Linked DNA regions of Mus musculus: region 2 is linked to region 1. Evidence: chromatin contacts called from public HiChIP or PLAC-seq data. All regions are on one chromosome and are shown on one strand. The core of a region is the stretch at or near the end of the contact, and the rest is flanking DNA. Distances in the headings are between cores, read along the strand shown.

Region 1 (3,014 bases), core at 172-2,671:
AATTTTTATTTGTTTATTTTCTGTGTATGAGTGTTTTGCCCGTATGTAGGTTTGTGTATCACATGGGTGCCTGGTGTCCTCAGAACCCAGAAGAGGGTATGGGATCCTCTGGAACAGGAGTTACTGATGGCCGTGAGCTGTAATATGTGAACTGAACCCCAGTCCTGTTCAAGAGCAGCGAATGTATTTAACTGTTGAGCCATCTCTCGAACCCTATCAGCTTCGATTTTTAAACCTTCATTCCCTGAAGGCTTCTTCAAAAATTCTCCAAATCATATCAATTTTAGTGCCTGTTTTCTTGGGACCATTTTCAACAAAAGAGAATCTGATTGAACGTTTCCCACATTGAACAGAGGTTTGCAGACATTTTCCAGGTCTCTGGACCTTTTGTCCAACCACCTGCAGCTTGTGAGTCATTTTTGTATAGAAAACAGGCAGTTTCTGTGCAAGGGTTATCAGAAGGGAAGAACTGCAGGGCAATTTCCTTGCAAATGAGTGGTGAACACTCACGGGAATTGACAGCCTCCATCTCTAGAAAAGGGCATCTTTCCCAGCCACAGACACGCCAGGGTAGTAGGAAATTCTTCCCAGAGGCTAAGGTGTTTTAACCACTTTGTCTGTAGAGTTGAATGCCTTTCCTACTTTTTCTTCCTTTTTAAAGATTTATTTATTTATTTAATATATGTGAGTACACTGTAGCTGTCTTCAGACACACCAGAAGAGGGCATCAGATCCCATTACAGATGGTTGTGAGCCATCTTTTTCTTTTAACTCGGTGAACTCTCACTCTTCTCTTTGGACGTTGATCTAAGGTCATCGTGTTCATGGTTTTTTTTTTTTTAGTATCATATTTAGAAGGCCTTTAGAGGAGTTAAGTGACTTCGTGGATTCATCTTACACAGGGGACTTTTAACTCCAGAGTGCCAATACAAATTGCTAGCGAAAGGGATTATTATCAATTGAGTAATAGCAATTATTATTTTTTTTTTAGTTTTAAAAATCATGTATGCACGCGGCTGCATGTGGGTATGTGCATTGAGTGGAGGCCAGAAGAGGGCGTCAGATCCGCGGAAGGCTGATGTAGGTGCTGGGCTTTGAAATACCCTTGCGAAAACAGTACACATTCCTAACCTGGGACCCTTTCCCTTTAACCCCCTATTTACTTTTTTACTATTAAACTTGTTATTTTAAATTTATTTATTTACTTATTGTGATGTGTGGGACACGTGGAGATCAGAGGGCAACTTGTGGAATTGGTTCTTTTTCTCCACAATATGGGTGCCTGGAGCTTGAATGGGCTCGTCAGGCTTGATGACAAATGTCTTAGACGGCAGAGCCATTTCTCCAGCCCAGTACTGACTGGCTTTTAGCGGCTCAGAGAACAAAGCCTTGCCTAAGGAGGCAGGGAGAGAATTCTGCGCATGCTCAGAGCCCATGGCTTCCCCGCCTTGCACGCGGGACGTCTGGATCTGTGGGTTGCCCGGAACTGAGTTGCGACACTCTAGGTTTCCGCCCGGAAAAAGTAATCAAATCACCTGAGGACCAGCATGGCGTGGTCCGGTAATAAGGTACCGAGAGCAGGGCCTTTTGCCTTTCCTAAGCCGGGGATCTCTAGAGGGTGGAAGCTGTGGGAATCGCAGCTGAGTCAGCACTGAAGGATGGATGCTCAAAACGAAAGACTTGGGGTTCGGAGTTCTGCATTTGAGTCTTGTGCACCTTCACGCTTCCGAAATCCTCCCTCCTGCTTCTCCAGCCTCTCACCCTTCCCTCCTCCCTCGTTGCTTCAGTTTACTTTCTATCCACGCCACCTGCTAACACAGACGTCCTTTATTGCTTCCGAACCTGGGTTCTAAAAATCTTTGTAAGTTATCGAGGATAGATCCCCTACATGCCAGGCTCGTAAAACTTCAGAGGGGTTTTGTGATTCTGTGAATGAAATAACTCAAGGTGTAATATTACGTAATATTATGACCTTCATAATAATTTAAAAATCTCGAATTTATTGAAAGCTTACTGTGTGAGGCACAACTAAGCCCTTTATTCCTATTTAATTAAATCTTCACACCAAACCGTGAGACGACCATTATTACCCTTAGCTTGTCAGTAGGAGAACCAAGCAAGACATGAAGAACTGAAGTGATTAGAACGTGGTCACCCTTTCCATGAGTGGTAACATGTGAATGGGAATTCATTCGGAGCTCTGAAAGAAAAGCAAAACAGAATGCTCAATTTCTAAGAATCTATGATCTTAGAATCCTAGATTAATAATGGAAATTACTGTAAACTTTAGAGAGGTTGTTTTTGATCACTAGAGAGAGATGCAATGGCAAGGATCCATTCATTCGTTTAATACAAACAAGATAGGGGTTCAATAACGGAGCTCTGTTTTCCTCCACCCCCATTTGGGAATTTGATGAAATTATGAACCCATAATGATGTTGCTCGCTTCCTTTGTTCCTCTGCCTTCAGTTGCTGAGAACTTTGTAGCTCCCGTGAAGGACTTACTGTGGCAGATGTACTTGATAAAATTCTAGCAGGTTGTATTGCTTCAGTGTGGTAATGAAGAGCTGCAGTACCCTCCCAGTTTGTCTTCCCTGGTTTTCTTACTGCTTCCAAAGACTTTAAATTATCATAAACCATTCTTCCAGACCAGAATTTACACTGTCAAACTCTTTGATGCCTTACTCTGAATCTCTAATTCTTGACAAAAGACTCCCAGTCTTTTAGTGTTTGCTACTTTAAAAGTAGATTTGTGGCCGCCTATTAAAGGAACACAGCCAGCATATTTTGTGATGCCTACATTTAAAAAAAAAAAAGATTTTTATGCTGAAGGAATCACTGTGGGATGTAATTTGAATTCCTCTCAAAGGTATTCTGTAGTTTATTAATGTTCATCCCAAGATAGGTTGTTGTTGTTTCTGAAACCTGTTAAATTTCAGAGTGTCATGTGATTCCATTCTTTATGAACTAAGGGAAACTAGTATTTCCTTTGAGTGTTGCAAAAACGTCAAAAT
Region 2 (3,014 bases), core at 140-2,639, 480 kb after region 1:
TTTTTGTAATATTGTTTTATATTATATTATATTATATTATATTATATTATATATACACATATATATATATATATGTATATATTTTGTCTGCATGTATGTATATATGTCATATGTATACCTGGTACCTGTGGAGGCCAGAAAAGGGTATTGGATTCCTAGGAACTGGAGTCATAGACAGTTGCAAGCTGCTGGGAATTGAATCCTAGATCTCTGAGAGAGCAAGCAATGCTCATAACTGCTAAGGCATCTTTCTAGTCGCTCCACTTTATTTATTTTTACATTAATTTTTGTTTTTGTGTAAGTGTCTCTGTGTGTATATTCCAAGTGTCTGTGTGTATATACCACAAATGTTGTGTGTCTCTATGTGTGTATATTCCATGTGTGCTGTGTGTCTCTATGAATATATGCTATGTGTGTTGTATGTCTGTGTGTATATATGTCATGTGTGCCATGGGTATCTTTGGAGGACAGAAGGGAGCACTGAATCCCCCTTGGAGTTGGAATTACAAACAGATGTGAGCTGCCTGACAGAGGTGCTGGGATTGAACTTAGATCCTCTGAAGAAGCAGCAAACGCTCTCAACCCCGGAGTCACTCTCCAGCCCTCTCCACCTTATTTCTCTGAGACAGGCTTCCTCACTGAAATTAGAGTTAATCCACTGGGCACTGGGATTTCAGGTGTGCACCTCCACGCTAGCACTTTACATGGGAGCTGGGGGTCATGTTTGTATGCATGACAATCACTCCACCAACGGAGTCATTTTCTCAGTCCGTCTTACTGATTTTTCCCTGTCTAACTAACATACTGGGGGTGGGTGGCGGGAGGTTCACACATTTTCGTGAACTCATCTCACAGCATTGCCTTTTCCTTCACGCCAGCCTGAGCTCCGGTTCAGAACTCTGGCTTCCATTTTCACCTGGCTGTGCTCCCCCTTTCTCTTTCTCGCCCCCTTTCTCCTTCTCGTGCCCTGGTTTTCACCTGAGTCACTCTGGAGAGGTCAAGGCTAGGCAACCTCGGGACCTCGTTTTATAAGCCCATTCTTTCCCTTCTTCCAAAGTTTGTGCTTGGCTCCAGGTAGCTCTGTCAGGTGTCAAGGCCGCTTAGTCTCCTGTTGGATTTATTGTTGCGAGTTCTTATTGTAAAAAGAGAAAGCCCCTTTTCTAACTCATTGATTTCACGAGCTCCAGGTACAGCTTCCAGCTTCCAACTCATCTTGTAACCCTCTGCCCCAGAGTGACCTTTCAATTAATCAGTCTGAGAGAAATCCCAAACACAGGCACACCTCCTACAGAAGGCTTCCCTGGGTGGGGAGTTCTCTCCAGTGCTCTCTCAGCTTTCCTCCCTTGTCCTCCCTTCTGTGTGCACACACTGTCTGCCTCTGCCCTTTGTTCCATTTCTGACTCTTTCTTCACACTGTGTCCTTTCCCTGCGGGGAGACAGAGACTGTGTGTGATGCTTTAGCCCATACACTGCACTCCAGGTAGTTTGCTGACATTGGCAAAGATCTGCCTTTCTCGGCAGAGGTTGCTGACAGGATTGGGGGCTTCCTGTCTAAGTAGCTTCTTCCCTCCTCACTGTTTGGGTATTGCTCTAGGTTCCTACTCTTTGTTTATTGTGTATATCATCCTTCTGGGGACTGCAGGAAGCACGAGCCCCAAATTATCTTTGACAAATGAGTACCCCTAGACCCAAAGAGGGACAGCACATTGTCCAACGCCACTGTACTAGTGAATGGCAGAGTCAGATCTAGTATTCATGTCTCCTAATCCAGGTTGCCTTCCTGTGGGCCTGTGAGAGCACTCACCATTGCCTCTCTAGGAGGGAATGGGAAACTATAGCATCTAGGCAGGGATCACAGCTTCAGAGGCAACTGGTCCTGATGCGCACTAGCTCTTTGACTTCAAGCAAATCACTTAAGTTTTGAGCATCAGTTTCTCCATGTGCAAAAATGGGGATAATACCTGAGCGCTGAATTCGGTGCTTGTAGAATATTATTCCAGAGGCAAGGAGGTATTATGGGAAGAATACATCCTTGTCTTTGAGCCTTATTTTGGGAAGGTTTTTGTTTGTTTGTTTTGTTTTTGTGGCACAGTCTAGGAAGAGTTATCTGACTTTGCCACCAAGGATCATTGAAAACAGAAAGTAGCTGCTGTGTGCTTCTCCTGGGAGCAAAGGTGGTCACGGTGCCGGCTTGGAGCGCAGTGTCTGCCATTGTAGGTGATCGCCTGTGTCTGGGGCCTCCAGACTCCCAGGAATATTTGATTCCTTCTTTCCCAGTGAAAAAAATACTATAAACATAATAATGGGAACCACATTTAGAGTGAAAGTGTTTTCTGGGGCTTCAGAGCACTTTAGGACATTGCTGTTACTAATTACCAGCTTGTTCTGCTATTCTGTTTGTGTTTCTCTCATGCACTAACCTGCAAACAGCCCCAGGGTCATGTCAGTTCATCTTTGCTTTCCTAAGTAAGGCAACCTTAGATCCAGAGCAGAGGATCAAAAATGTTTGTTGGAGAGCCAGGCCTAGTGATACATACCTGTAATCCCACAATTGCAGTGAGAGGATCAGAGAAGTTCAAGGCTAGCCCCAGCTACAGAGAAAGTTCAAGACCAGCCTGGACTACATGACACCCTGTCAACAAAACAAAACAAAACAAAACAAAACAAAACAACATTTACTGGATCATTATCATGCATTGGATGTTTAGGAGAAAATCAGAGAAATGTAAAGGCACTTAAAATACCTATTTACTAAGTAGATATTTATTTAGAGCATGAAGCAGCAATTTCTGTAATGCCTTTTTATTTGTCAAGTACTGCTTAGAGTATCTTGGCTGGCCACAGATGCTGCTGGCGTTGTGCTCCTCTGATCCCCTTCACAGGGATGAAGAAACAAGGCTCAAAGGTCAAGACATCTGCTGCAGGTTGCATAATTAGGTACTCAACAGAAACAGATAAGAGAGCAGGTGGCTTGGCTGAGGAGCATGACTGTCTCCCCACTATTCTGTGTTCTC

The links. HiChIP or PLAC-seq counts read pairs in DNA pulled down with a chosen protein or histone mark.
Region 2: an H3K27ac HiChIP or PLAC-seq map of embryonic stem cells shows a contact between it and region 1, with 5 times the contacts expected there. The contact joins the enhancer-like site here to the promoter of Xrcc5 in region 1. A contact is called at or near these places in 3 of 39 promoter capture datasets (the 3T3-L1 cell line, the C10 cell line and cranial neural crest) and 8 of 115 datasets of contacts at active chromatin or transcription factors (the NIH/3T3 cell line, embryonic forebrain, embryonic stem cells and 3 more).

The regions. Positions count from the first base shown.
Region 1 is chr1:72,306,000-72,309,013 of GRCm38.p6, forward strand. It overlaps Xrcc5 (X-ray repair complementing defective repair in Chinese hamster cells 5), which reads left to right and starts at 1,422. Exons shown (of 21, transcript NM_009533.2): 1 at 1,422-1,568. The coding sequence starts at 1,548.
Region 2 is chr1:72,789,507-72,792,520 of GRCm38.p6, forward strand. All of the region lies in intron 2 of Gm30847 (a long non-coding RNA gene), which reads left to right. Among named protein-coding and RNA genes, the nearest start is that of Gm30788, 21 kb to the left of the region's middle. Within about 2 kb of position 1,390, at least 9 of the 459 cell types and tissues checked have an H3K27ac peak or open chromatin away from gene starts, as enhancers often do. A contact at or near this core is called in embryonic stem cells, where this site is marked.